Regions from separate parts of the Mus musculus genome. Here regions 1 and 2 are each linked to region 3. Evidence: chromatin contacts called from public Hi-C data. All regions are on one chromosome and are shown on one strand. The core of a region is the stretch at or near the end of the contact, and the rest is flanking DNA. Distances in the headings are between cores, read along the strand shown.

Region 1 (3,745 bases), core at 563-3,062, 60 kb after region 3:
ATGATGGCCAACTAGGCCATCTTCTGATACATATGCAGCTAGAGACATGAGCTCTGGGGGGGGGTACTGGTTAGTTCATACTGTTGTTCCACCTATAGAATTGCAGATCCCTTTAGCTCCTTGGGTACTTTCTCTGGCTCCTCCATTGGGGGCCCTGTGATCCATCCAATAGCTGACTGTGAGCATCCACTTCTGTGTTTGCTAGGCCCTGGCATAGTCTCACAAGAGACAGCTATATCTGGGTCCTTTCAGCAAAATCTTGCTAGTGTATGCATTGGTGTCAGCATTTGGAGGCTGATTATGGGATGGATCCCTGGATATGGCAGTCTCTAGATGGTCCATCCTTTCATCTCAGCTCCAAACTTTGTTTCTGTAACTCCTTCCATGGGTAGTTTTTTTTTTTTTTTTTTTTTTTTTTTTTTTTTGCTTTGCCAAGTGAAACAATTAATGGTTGAGAACTTGGTTCCATTATGTAGCGATATAATAGATTTATAGATGTTTATCAGAAATACCGTTGCAGCTGAGGCAAGCAAGCGTACGGAGTAGTTTAGCAACATGACTCCCCTTGCAGCGGGTTATGTACACAATCCTCTCTAAACAATGCACCTAGCAACTTGCTAGCCACTTAGGACACACCTGCGTGGATGCTTCTACACCTGGTTTAAAGGATGGAAATAAGTTATACTCTTGAGGCATGCACTGATAATAACTCCCTGTGCTTCTATTCAAACACATCCTGAAACACAACCCAAGAACTGTAGGAACGAATGGATAAATCAAACCTAGATTGGTTAAAACTGTGCCACAGGTGAGCTTTTAAGAACAATCTCCTATGTCCATGCACAATTGGATAAATATATATACATACATATGTGTGTGTGTGTACATTTGTATGATTAAAATTACATGCACTATGCAGGGTGACATGTGCAGAGCAAAGAAAAGCCTTCATAAACTAAGGCTGTTAACTAAAATAGAGAACCCCCAAATTATGTCCTAGTAACGAAGCTTCTTTTCTTGAACCCCAGAAAAAGTCCAAATAATAATTAAGGCCCCATCTTCCCTCTTGTACTCGACCTCTCTCCTGAAGTTTAAGCTGATGTGTTCTGTTCCTTTGTTTATGAATAAACTTTCCTTACTACTTTGCAATTTGAATGGATTTTTTCTTCATTCTTGAACCTAGGAACGCCAGGTAACTGGTGCTTGATGCTTTGAAGTTGGAGATACAAAGAACACAATAGAAGAACAATTTGTTTTTTCTTGCAAACATAGATTGGGGTTTACTTGTAGTATAGAAAAAATGAGTTAAATTTATTTATGCAATTTTCTGTATGATTTCCTTAGGTTTGGCAGTCAGTTCAGATAGCTAGCTAGCTTGCTTGCTTGCTTGTTTATTTATTTATTTATTTATTTATTTATTTATTTATTATTTTGCTTTTTCAAGATAAGGTTTCTCTGTGTGTGGCCCTGGAACTTACTCTGTGGACCAGGCTAGCTTCAGCAGTTTGGGCTTATATGTTTGTTATGTGTTAATGAGACATTAAAAGCAGACTTGAGGAGACCTTGAAATGTGTCTTCAGAATAGGACAATATTTGATTGATCAACAGAAAATATCCTTTTCATGGTTCCAAATGGATTCCCCATGAATCCATTAATCCCGAGTCCAGATGCTCCACAAGCCTTCAGCGTAATGAATTAGATAGAAATATGAAGCCTTTGTATGGTGGATTTTGATCCCAGCTGGGAATATGACTGTGACCTGAGGAAGAATTTCCAGAAGTACTAAATGCAACTGGAAAAGCAGCGACAGATATTAGTCTCAGCTCTCATGGTATCAGATTTTCGTCTCTGCCAGCCTGGGGCAGCCTGGGGGAATCCAAGAGATCCTGTGAGAGACTTCACAAGACTGAAGCTCTTCGTGTTCTGATTGCCTGCATCCAAATCTCTGCTTGCATCATAAGAAATAAAATAAAAAGTTAATGAAGCAAACCTGGAAAATGTGCCGGGGAAAAAAGGAGTCAGGATAAAAATCCCTAGTTTTGTTAGGAAAGCATCAGACCTGACTCTCAGTGTGGGGCACTGACACTAGAGCCAGCCCCAGCCTCCAGGATCACAGGGGAAGAGTTAAAAGATAACACACAGCTGTTCCCCTTTCTCCTGAGGATGGAGAGGAAATGGGGTTATACCCAAGCCGAGGGATTTAGACTGATCTAGGAGGAAACAAGGTAATGCTTTCTCAGAAGAAACCTAGTGTCTTCCCAGGGCTGGTTAGTGACCAGTGATTTCCCAGAGCCCCAGAGGCCCCCAGAATGACTCTGTTAAACACCACTATTCTCTTTGATAAAAAGACTCTTTTAAAAAGCAAGTTGTGTGGGATTGGATCAGCTTTAGCATTATTTCAGTTACCAGCTGCTCTATTTTGAGATAATGTATAAATTAAAATGGGGAAATTAGTTGTGACTTCATTTTTATCATTTGTTCTTGGTTAATTTTTTTTTTAAAATTGGTTCCAGTGGGAAGAAATGAACACTGAAAAGAATTCCTTGGTCCTGACAAGGCAGAAAACTATTTCTTCACGAGCAGACAACAGAAGGTATTAAGCTAGATGTAGGGTTCTCATTCTTGTAGCTTAGAAGTCTTAGCTCCATACTCTAAGACTCCACTGCCTTAGGCAGTCCCAGCACCGTGCTTTGCTGTGCTCATTTAGAAACAAGGAGAATATTTAATTTGCTAAAACACATTTTATGAGAGAAATTACCTAAAATGAGGCCATATGTTCTTTGGCTCTGAAGACAGAAACAGAGATAGATTTTGTGGGGCAAAAACTGAAGTGCATAAAACCATGGAAAAATTAGAGAGACAATTTTTTTTCATGAGAGCTCTGAATTTACCACCACCATTCACTGTCTCTTAATATACATGTGTCTGTTTGTCCACAATAGTGGAAGCACTCATGTGCAAAAACATGAACAATTACAATAAAGGGACTGCCAAACATTTGAGAGAGTGAGGAGGTGGTATATGGAGGATGAAGGGGGGGGGAATGATGCACTTATAATCTCAAAATTAAAGAACCAATACAAATGCATTATAATTACATACAGTAAAAAATAAGAAAGAATTGAGAAACTGGAGCAGGAGCTCAGCAATTGAGAACATATACTTCTCTCCCAGCAAACTTGAACTGGATTCCTAGCACTGTAATAAGTGGCTTACCATCACCTGTAACTCCCAACATCGCTGGCCTTTATGAGCACCTGTATTCATGTGCACATGCCTATAAATACACATACACATATACATAATTAAAAGTAACAAACGGAAATGTTTTAAAAGAGTGATGAGGCTTTCCCAGAGTAGTGATTTTTAACTATTTTGCTTCCTTCCTTCCTTCATTTTCTTTAGGTTCTTTTTTATTGGGGGGGGGGGTTCGAGACAGGGTTTCTCTGTATAGCCCTGGCTGTCCTGGAACTCACTTTGTAGACCAGGCTGGCCTCAAACTCAGAAATCCACCTGCTTCTGCCTCCTGGGTGCCACCTTTAATCTTATCTTATCTTTCATTTTCTTAAAGCAAAGCAATCTCATGCAGTTACTAATATATAGACAGTTTATAGTTTGTAGCATCTCTGTTATCATTGACTCATTACTATCTAAGAGGGACTAAACATTCTTTAACTTCATTGAAAAATTAGCTTTCCACATTTCTTGTGCCTCCAGATTACATGGTTATGCAGGATGTAGCAG
Region 2 (3,789 bases), core at 391-2,890, 40 kb after region 3:
TATTTGAGAGAAAATATCCCTGTCACTGGGAGCCTGTCAACCCAACTCAGCTCTGGGACTGGAGGTGACAGACCCTGGAGCATTGGCTTGGGTGTAGTAGGAACAAAGGAAGGTCACTACTTGCAATAGCTGGTTAATATTTATTGTGGGAATGTGTGCACCAGCTGTGTGCATCCTTGTGAAGAAAAAAGGACTATTCTGGGTATTTGCCCTAATTTTTGAGACTTTTGTTACTCTAGTTACAAGCATGTGTCACTACACCAAGTTCTGTTTGTTTGTTGACCCTTACATAGGTGCTGAGGCTCCAGATAGGTCCTCATGCTCCCCACACAAGCACTTTGCTGGCTGAGCTATCTCCTTCCTCTCCACCTCTATCAAGGCTTTAGTTTTAAAACTTCTCTATGGAGAAGAATATAGCAGTTGGTGATTTTACCAGGATAACGTTGAGGGCTGAGCCAGAAATCTCCCCCTATCCTCTACACCAGGGTATGGCAATTTCCATCACAGGTGGTTGGTGCTGGTAGCCCAACATTCTAATTGCTGTTATTATAAACTTGGCGGCAGAGTCACACAGTTGTCATTACTCTGCATAGCTTGGCTCTGATTTCTTACCAGACTTCACCCATGTAGAACATTCCTGGAAGGTGTGCATGCGTCCTGTTTGCTCATCTCAAAGAACTTTATTTCTTGATGCCTTTTTTTTATCCATACAACTATGTCATATCTATCATACCGCACTTTCTGGAGGAAATTATTTGTGGTTTGCTTTAGAAATCATTCCAGATAGTTTCTAGGAGACAATAAGTGAGGAGAAAGAGTATGATTTGTTTTGACACCTGAATATAGATATATTACAAACTCCTGAAATTCTTCTTAAAAGGTGTATGTGTGTGTGTATCTGTACGCATTCATGCATGCATGCGTGTGTGTGTGTGTGTGTGTGTGTGTGTGTGCGCGCGCAGAGGTAAAGGGCTGATCATTAGAGTATCTTAAGTCATTAATAAAGTCCTATACAGAAGCAGACTCCCATGTCCCTGAAGTATCGGACACTGTGGTCCTTCGGTGCATATATTCTGACCCAGGGCTAGAGTTAAGCCAGGCACTTGTATAAACAAACAAACAAATGAGTTTAGCAAAAGATATCTTTAAGGATTTCTTGGCTACAAACCATGACTACATACGGACAGACATAGCTGACAAGGACACTAACATTTTGCCACCCGTGTTTTGGTGCATGTTCAAAATCATGGACAGAGTTCAAGGAAAGTGAGATAAAAACTGCCTTCAATCCAAAAGCCAAGTAGAGTACCCTTCTGCTAACAACTGTTCCAAAAAAAACATGTGTTCTATAAACTTGCATCACTCTTATTTTTTGTATGTGTGCCTGCAGTTGTTTTGTGACCTCTGTGACCATGTGGAAGGCTTCCACATGCTAAGTTCCCTTTAGTGCTTAATTACTAGAAATGTAAGGACTCAGAAGGCATTGCAGCTGTTCAGTTTCAATTCATTTTCTGCTTATCTTCCAGGAATATTTAGAGTGTTGGACTAAACACATTCCTCTTTTATTTATTTATATATTTTAAGTGTTGGGAAACATGAAGACGTGAAGAGACTCCTGTTCCCACACTACTGGGCGGAACTAAAGAACTGGGTCATCCTCCTTCTGCAATGTTTTGGAAGGACTCAAGAACAGCAGGGGCATTAACTACTGGGAACAATTGGTTTTGCTTAAACACTCAATAGTCCAAGAGCTAGGCTGGAACATAAGGGCTTTAGGAAAGACTTCCTGGACTGTAGCCAGAGTCTGTATTAACTATATTCCAAGCATTCACTATTAAAGTTTGGATCAAGATGCTGAGTCCTAAGGCTCATTTTTTGTGATGTTTGATTGGATCTTAGGTATCACATTGATTAATTTGCTTATGAGTAATGGGACTGAGTTCCAAGGACATTAATGAATATATATGTAAATGTGGTGTCCCTGAGTCTGCTCAGTCAGCAAACTTCTATGACCTTCATGGCCAAGTACTCTAGACTCTTGAGAGTCATGTCCCCTCATCTCAGGACTCAGGTATTCTATCAGATCAATAAATTCCTTACATTTCTGGTTGACACATCTGTGGCTGGCCTCCTTGCATTTCTCTTACTATGAGATGATGCTTTTTAAAAGTGTTATGTTTTATAGTAGAGCTGTTCAATTTATTGCACTTTAGAAATTTCTAGGTAGCTTAATGCAACTGGTTAAAAATGTGTTTAGGGAACCATGAGCTGAAAGGAGAAATTAATGTCAAATGAGCCATATCTTGGGTGTGCAGATTAAGAAACAAAACTAGTAAAATGTAGAGGCTACCAGTTCAGAACACGAGAGTTCTAATGTCTTGGGACATTCTCAGAAGGCAAAGTTTATGTATTTACATGTTGACTCATTAAAAATAAGGGCTATGGGATTTCATTACTATCTCAAATAGTGGTACTTATTAAAATGTTGGCATCCATTCTTGCATCATTGCTTATTTATATGAATGAATTCTAATAAGAATAGGAGAGAATCATCAGTCACTGAAAAACCTTTGAAGGTCCTGCCCGTGTGTGACAGGGACCACAGAAGTTGCAATGTTATTTGAGCAACAAGAGACTATTTTGGACATTCCACATCAGAGTTTGTGTTTTACAGATTCATAGCATTTGCTGAGTAACTGAAAATAAGCAGAGTGTTTGGCTGACCACAGAGTACAACACTTTAGAAAACTGATAGTGAAAAACACAAACTTGGCAAGTTCTATTGTTTTCAAGTTGAGAGTCATCTGATAAATCCTTGTGAAATTGCATGACCCCAAAATAAAAAGAACATAGTCAAATACTCTCTGCAACATCTTTCCCCCACCCAGAATAACCTGAGACATAGGAGTAACCTGTGAAATGGAAAATTACACCACGAATTATAAGACGAAGGCTTTCAGGGTATTCTGTTTGCTGAATTTAAAATCACATTTTGGCCTTCTACTAACTATGTGCACCCTATCAGGTGCACACATGCATGTGGACTCCAGGAACCATATGCTCTAGGGCTGCAAATTAAATCCCCTCTGCTTTCCCTGGTAGACCCCCTATTCCATTAAAACAAGGAGCTTTTCCAGGAAAAAAAAAGATCCTGGGATTTTCTTTGGTCATTAGATAGCTCTAGGCCAGATAGAAACATAAAGATTTTCTTTGAGTGGGGAAAGAGGAGAGCTTTCCTGAAGATTGACTCAGGTTACAAAATTGAGGAAGAAGGATTTAAGCTTTTTTACTTCAGTTCCTTTTCCAAACATGGAAAGTTAAATAAGGGTCGAGCCTCCATCTTTCGGGGGCAGATCTCGTTGCAAATGTAAATTCTACTGGTCAACTCACAGCATTTCATACACAGCAAATAACCTAAACTTCAAGGTATAAAATGCCACATGCAAATCCTACCTTCAAGTTGGCATGGTGTTAATGAGAAAGATCGAAAGCAATGGTGTGCTCTTAGACTCACTGTTTGCCTTATTTCTGTTCAACTGTTTGCTTTATGGCTCTCTGTTTTAACCTTGGATTGTAAATCTGATGGAAGAAAGAAAGAAAGAAAGAAAGAAAGAAAGAAAGAAAGAAAGAAAGAAAGAAGAGAGAGAGAGAGAAAGAGAAAGAAAGAGAAGGAAAGAAAGAGAGAAAGAGAGAGAGAAAGAAAGAAAGAAAGAAAGAAAGAAAGAAAGAAAGAAAGAAAGAAAGAAAGAGAGAAAGGAGGGAAGGAGGGAGGGAGGGAAGGAAGGAAGG
Region 3 (3,896 bases), core at 1,148-3,647:
AGAGGGGTGAAGCACATGTCCCCAAATAGGGGACAGTGTGGGTGGGAAGGAGCTGAGACCCCATAAACAAGCTGCACTCACTGAATGGAGACCCAACACTGATTAAACAGAGGAGGGAACTCAGGAAATGAACCCCAGTCTGCAGAGATTTCGAGCAAAACCAGCACCTGGAGTTAATGTCTCCACCTCAACATGTCCTGCCCAGGAAGAGTATGCCACTGTCTGTAGCAACACTGCCCTTAGTGACAGGCCCCCGAAGAGCTCTAATGCCGGCCTTCTTTCTAGTGCTGGGAAACAGCTCTCATCCACGGTCACAGAAGGACCTGGCTGTGCAGGACCTTGCCATCAACCACAAGGCAATCAAGATTAGCTTCAAAACCAACCCGTTTCTGCACTGGACTCAGATAGCAGGCAGGGGGTTGTGATCAGAGCTAAAGCCCTAGGTTTTTACCTGGTCCACGTATTCTTCCCCTGAAACTGGGCTTTCTTTGGTTACAGAAGTTTGCACTGATTTGGGGCACCCATGGCCACCTGCGCTCCAGGAGGGCAAACCACACTTGTCTCCTGTCTTGTTCACAGGCCCAGGGAAAGGAGAAGGTCCAGAATCCAGTGGGACTTCCTTGGCCCAGTCCTTTGCGTTTACCACAATCCATCTAACTGCCCTGTCCCTCTAAGCGGAAGTTCCACAAAGCCTGTTGGCTGCAGAAACGTCTTTGCTGTCAGAGTCTGGGCGTCCAGAGACCACGAATGGCCACGTCTGAAAAAATTGAAATGAGCATCAGTTACGGAGGAGAAACGATCACAAAATGAAACCACTTTCCCAAGGGAATCCCGGCGGTCCCTCGCTTTTATTAGCGTTCTGGAAATGTGTGTGTCTTGTCCTTTGATTAGATTTTTAATCCTACTGGTTACTGATTATTTGAGAGCGACAGCGTACCTTCATGCTTTCCTCATGGGTTGCCCACATGATTTTTCTGTGAAAAGGGCGAGAGTTTAGAATTCTGTGATTTAATGTCCCCCTCCCTCACACACACACACACACACACACACACACACACACACACACACACGCTGCATTCCTTTTTAAATAGGTTTGGATGAGATCTTTCCCAAGCTCATGGAGCTGGCAGGTTAGACAGGGACTTTCCGGACAGTCGCGTCCAGGAAAACTATGTTGCATTAGTGTTTTCTTTTGTTTAAACCACTCAAACGTTTATTTAAAAAAGTTAGGTTCTCCCAATCTCCCCCTTCCCCCTTTAAAGAAAGCAGCACTGGCGATTCAACCCTGCTAGGTTGTTGTCTGGAAAAAGTTGGGCAACTGAGTTTTTGTTTGTTTGGTTGGTTGGTTTGTTTTGTTTTTCCAACTTGGCCTAAAAACTTAGAAATACTCCCAAGTGGGAAGCCACACTTTATCCCAGAAGTAGGGTGTTAACAGATAGCAGTCGCCAGGCAAAGGACCAGGACATTTTCAGATGGCTGGATGATTTTCTCCCAGCAAATGGCTGGCTCCTCTTGCCTTGATTCGGAGGTCACTGAACCAGATTCCTTACCACTGGTTCCAGAAACCTCCCCTCTTGGCTCTTCGTCTGGGGCCGAGCCAGCCCTGGGCCCGGGTAGCGCTCTGGGCTGCTGTCCCCCGGCCTCGAGCGCAGCATCCCTACCAGGTTCACAGGGTGCACATAGCTGTCCTCGTAGCGGTCCTCCTGCAGCAGCTGGCGCAGGTGCGCGATGTAGCTGGAAGCCAGGCGCAGCGTGTCCAGTTTGGAAAGCTTGGTGTCGGGCGGCACCCAGGGCAGGCTGGTCTTCAGTCTGGAGAAGGCTTTGCTCAGCACGCGCATCCGGGCGCGTTCGCGGGCGTTGGCCGCATTCCGCTGCGACTGCTTGCACTCTGCGGCCGAGCCCTTAGGCGGGAGCGGCTTCTTCCCCGCACCGCCTGCGCGGCCACCTGCGCCGCCAGCGTCAGCCCCACGGAGCCGCTTCCTCTTGCATCCTCCCGCGGCTCCCAGGGAGCCGGGCTCCTCTTCACCGTCCTCCTCTTCCGCAGAAGAAATGTCGCTGGGCGAGCCGTAACCGCGCTCCATGCGGAGCAGGGGCGGCCTCTTGGAGGCCGGGGCCGGGTAGACCCTCTGCAGCCCCCTCATCTCCGAGTCTTCGGGGTCACTCACCGAGCCGGTGGACATCGCCTATTCCCCGGCGCCCACGCGCGCGCGCCTTTCTCCTCCCCGGCCAGTCTCGCTTTCTCTGGCTTCTTCTCTCTGACAGAGGATGGGGTGTGGGAGAGCCCAGGGGAGGACCAGAGACCAGGGCTTGCCTCCGCACTGAGGCTCCCCTGTGAGCTGGGCGCCTGGAGTGGGCGCGATCTGCTGCTGACCCTGTAGCCCAGGGCTCTGCTGAACTTGACTCCGGATCCAAAAGTACAGCCGCGAGCTGAGCCTTTTGACAGGACTATTTATCTGTACTCTTAGGGAAAAGCCACCCCCCTCCCCCTCGGCAAAGTAGAGGGGGCTTGAAAGGGGGACAAGAGGTGGGGCAGGGGCGTGGAAGGGGTGGGGATCGTTTTTTCCCCCCTGAACCCTGCGGTTAGCGGGGCGGGGGCAAGGAATGTTTGCGCGCAAAGCAAAGACTTAGGCCTCTACGCCCACGACTGACCCTCAGAGTATCTGTGCGAGGTAAGTGAGATTTGGGAACAAAAAGAAAAGACCTTGTTCCTACTCATTCCATTTTCACCTGCAGCTGGTCTTAGTGGGAACTGAAGAATCTGAGCATGCCCAGTGCGGCTTGTCTCCCAGTGTGTTCCTGGGGACCTGTCATTCAAGTTCATTACTCAAGATGTGTGTTTGCTTATCCAAGGCTTCATAGAACGAGTACAGAGAAAGAGCAAAAACTAAGGAGCAGCTCCAATGACCCATCTCTTGACCCCCATCCCCCCTCCGCCCCCGCTTTTATAGTTCACATGGCAGCGCTTTTTTTCTACTTTGTCTTGTTTCATCTTCAAGCAATTTCTGAAACTTACATGTTATGATGTCCATCTTGCAAAATCACTGGGAGAGCAAATAAGTGGGATCAGGAATCTGTGTGTTTGTAGCATTTCAGTAGCCACAAGCCTCCTAACCTACACATCAAGAGATGTTATTTTCCACTGTTGTAAGATTTCCTCCGCGTGATTAAGGTTTGGACTCAGACCCAACGCTTTGAGAGCAAGTTCTTGGATGCAGAATAGTATGTCAGCACAGTTGCCTTGCCAAAATTAAAGAGAAAGGAAAGGGGAAAAGCAAAGCAAAGAAAGACCAATAACAACCAAAACCCAAAGGACTACCAAGCAGCCCCTAGAATTGTGCTGCATTTCAAGTCACAACAAAACACCTTGCCTTCCCCAACCCCAGAGCAGACAAAACAAGGTGGAAGGCAGGCCAAGTGTGCTCAAGCTGAGGGGCTTTGTTAACAAACAGACAGGTGTCAGCCGGGACTCCCGCTGTGCTCCAGACGGAGGAATTGGTGCCCTTAAAGGGTTGGGGTTTGACTGCCTTGGCTGAGCAGAAGGAAGCTGAGTTTCTTTTCTGTTCCACTCTGTTGTCTTCTTGTACTTCTCCTCTCACAGGTTCCAGATGAGAGTGGGTCAAGCAGATACGCGGATGCAGAAGCTGCCTAGCAAATTCTAGTCTTTACAGCAGAACAAATAGCTGAGCCCTGAGCCTGAAGTATCATAGCAGGTGGCTGGCAGGGGTTGATTCGGCCCTTCAGGCTTCCCTCCACCTTGTCTCAAGGCGATACCTCCCACTTAGGGGTATTGTGTACAACCACCCCTACTTGCTACCGTTCCTGAAGTTTTCTTGTACCTTTTGTCTTTGGTTGGGGGTAGGGTAAGAGAGGTTCTCATCGTGAGACAATTTGAGTAA

Evidence for each region. A called contact is a pair of places that touch in the nucleus more often than the background predicts.
Region 1: a contact with region 3 is called in a Hi-C map of muscle stem cells, with 2.3 times the contacts expected there. The contact joins the enhancer-like site here to the promoter of Msc in region 3. A contact is called at or near these places in 2 of 484 Hi-C or Micro-C datasets (granulosa cells and muscle stem cells), 1 of 115 datasets of contacts at active chromatin or transcription factors (embryonic stem cells) and 2 of 9 other capture datasets (adipose tissue and pancreatic islet).
Region 2: a Hi-C map of muscle stem cells shows a contact between it and region 3, with 2.3 times the contacts expected there. The contact joins the enhancer-like site here to the promoter of Msc in region 3. A contact is called at or near these places in 5 of 484 Hi-C or Micro-C datasets (the C2C12 cell line, adipose-derived mesenchymal stem cells, granulosa cells and 2 more), 3 of 115 datasets of contacts at active chromatin or transcription factors (embryonic stem cells, fibro-adipogenic progenitors and heart atrium) and 3 of 9 other capture datasets (adipose tissue, liver and pancreatic islet).

The regions. Positions count from the first base shown.
Region 1 is chr1:14,814,094-14,817,838 of GRCm38.p6, forward strand. No RefSeq gene overlaps it. Among named protein-coding and RNA genes, the nearest start is that of Gm9947, 60 kb to the left of the region's middle. Within about 2 kb of position 1,813, at least 4 of the 459 cell types and tissues checked have an H3K27ac peak or open chromatin away from gene starts, as enhancers often do. A contact at or near this core is called in muscle stem cells, where this site is marked.
Region 2 is chr1:14,793,936-14,797,724 of GRCm38.p6, forward strand. No RefSeq gene overlaps it. Among named protein-coding and RNA genes, the nearest start is that of Gm9947, 40 kb to the left of the region's middle. Within about 2 kb of position 1,641, at least 8 of the 459 cell types and tissues checked have an H3K27ac peak or open chromatin away from gene starts, as enhancers often do. A contact at or near this core is called in muscle stem cells, where this site is marked.
Region 3 is chr1:14,753,569-14,757,464 of GRCm38.p6, forward strand. It overlaps Msc (musculin), which reads right to left and starts at 2,398. Exons shown (of 2, transcript NM_010827.2): 1 at 1,662-2,398; 2 at 1-757. The coding sequence starts at 2,180. The coding sequence ends at 671. Gm9947 (a long non-coding RNA gene) reads left to right here and starts at 2,419. Exons shown (of 4, transcript XR_003947744.1): 1 at 2,419-2,669.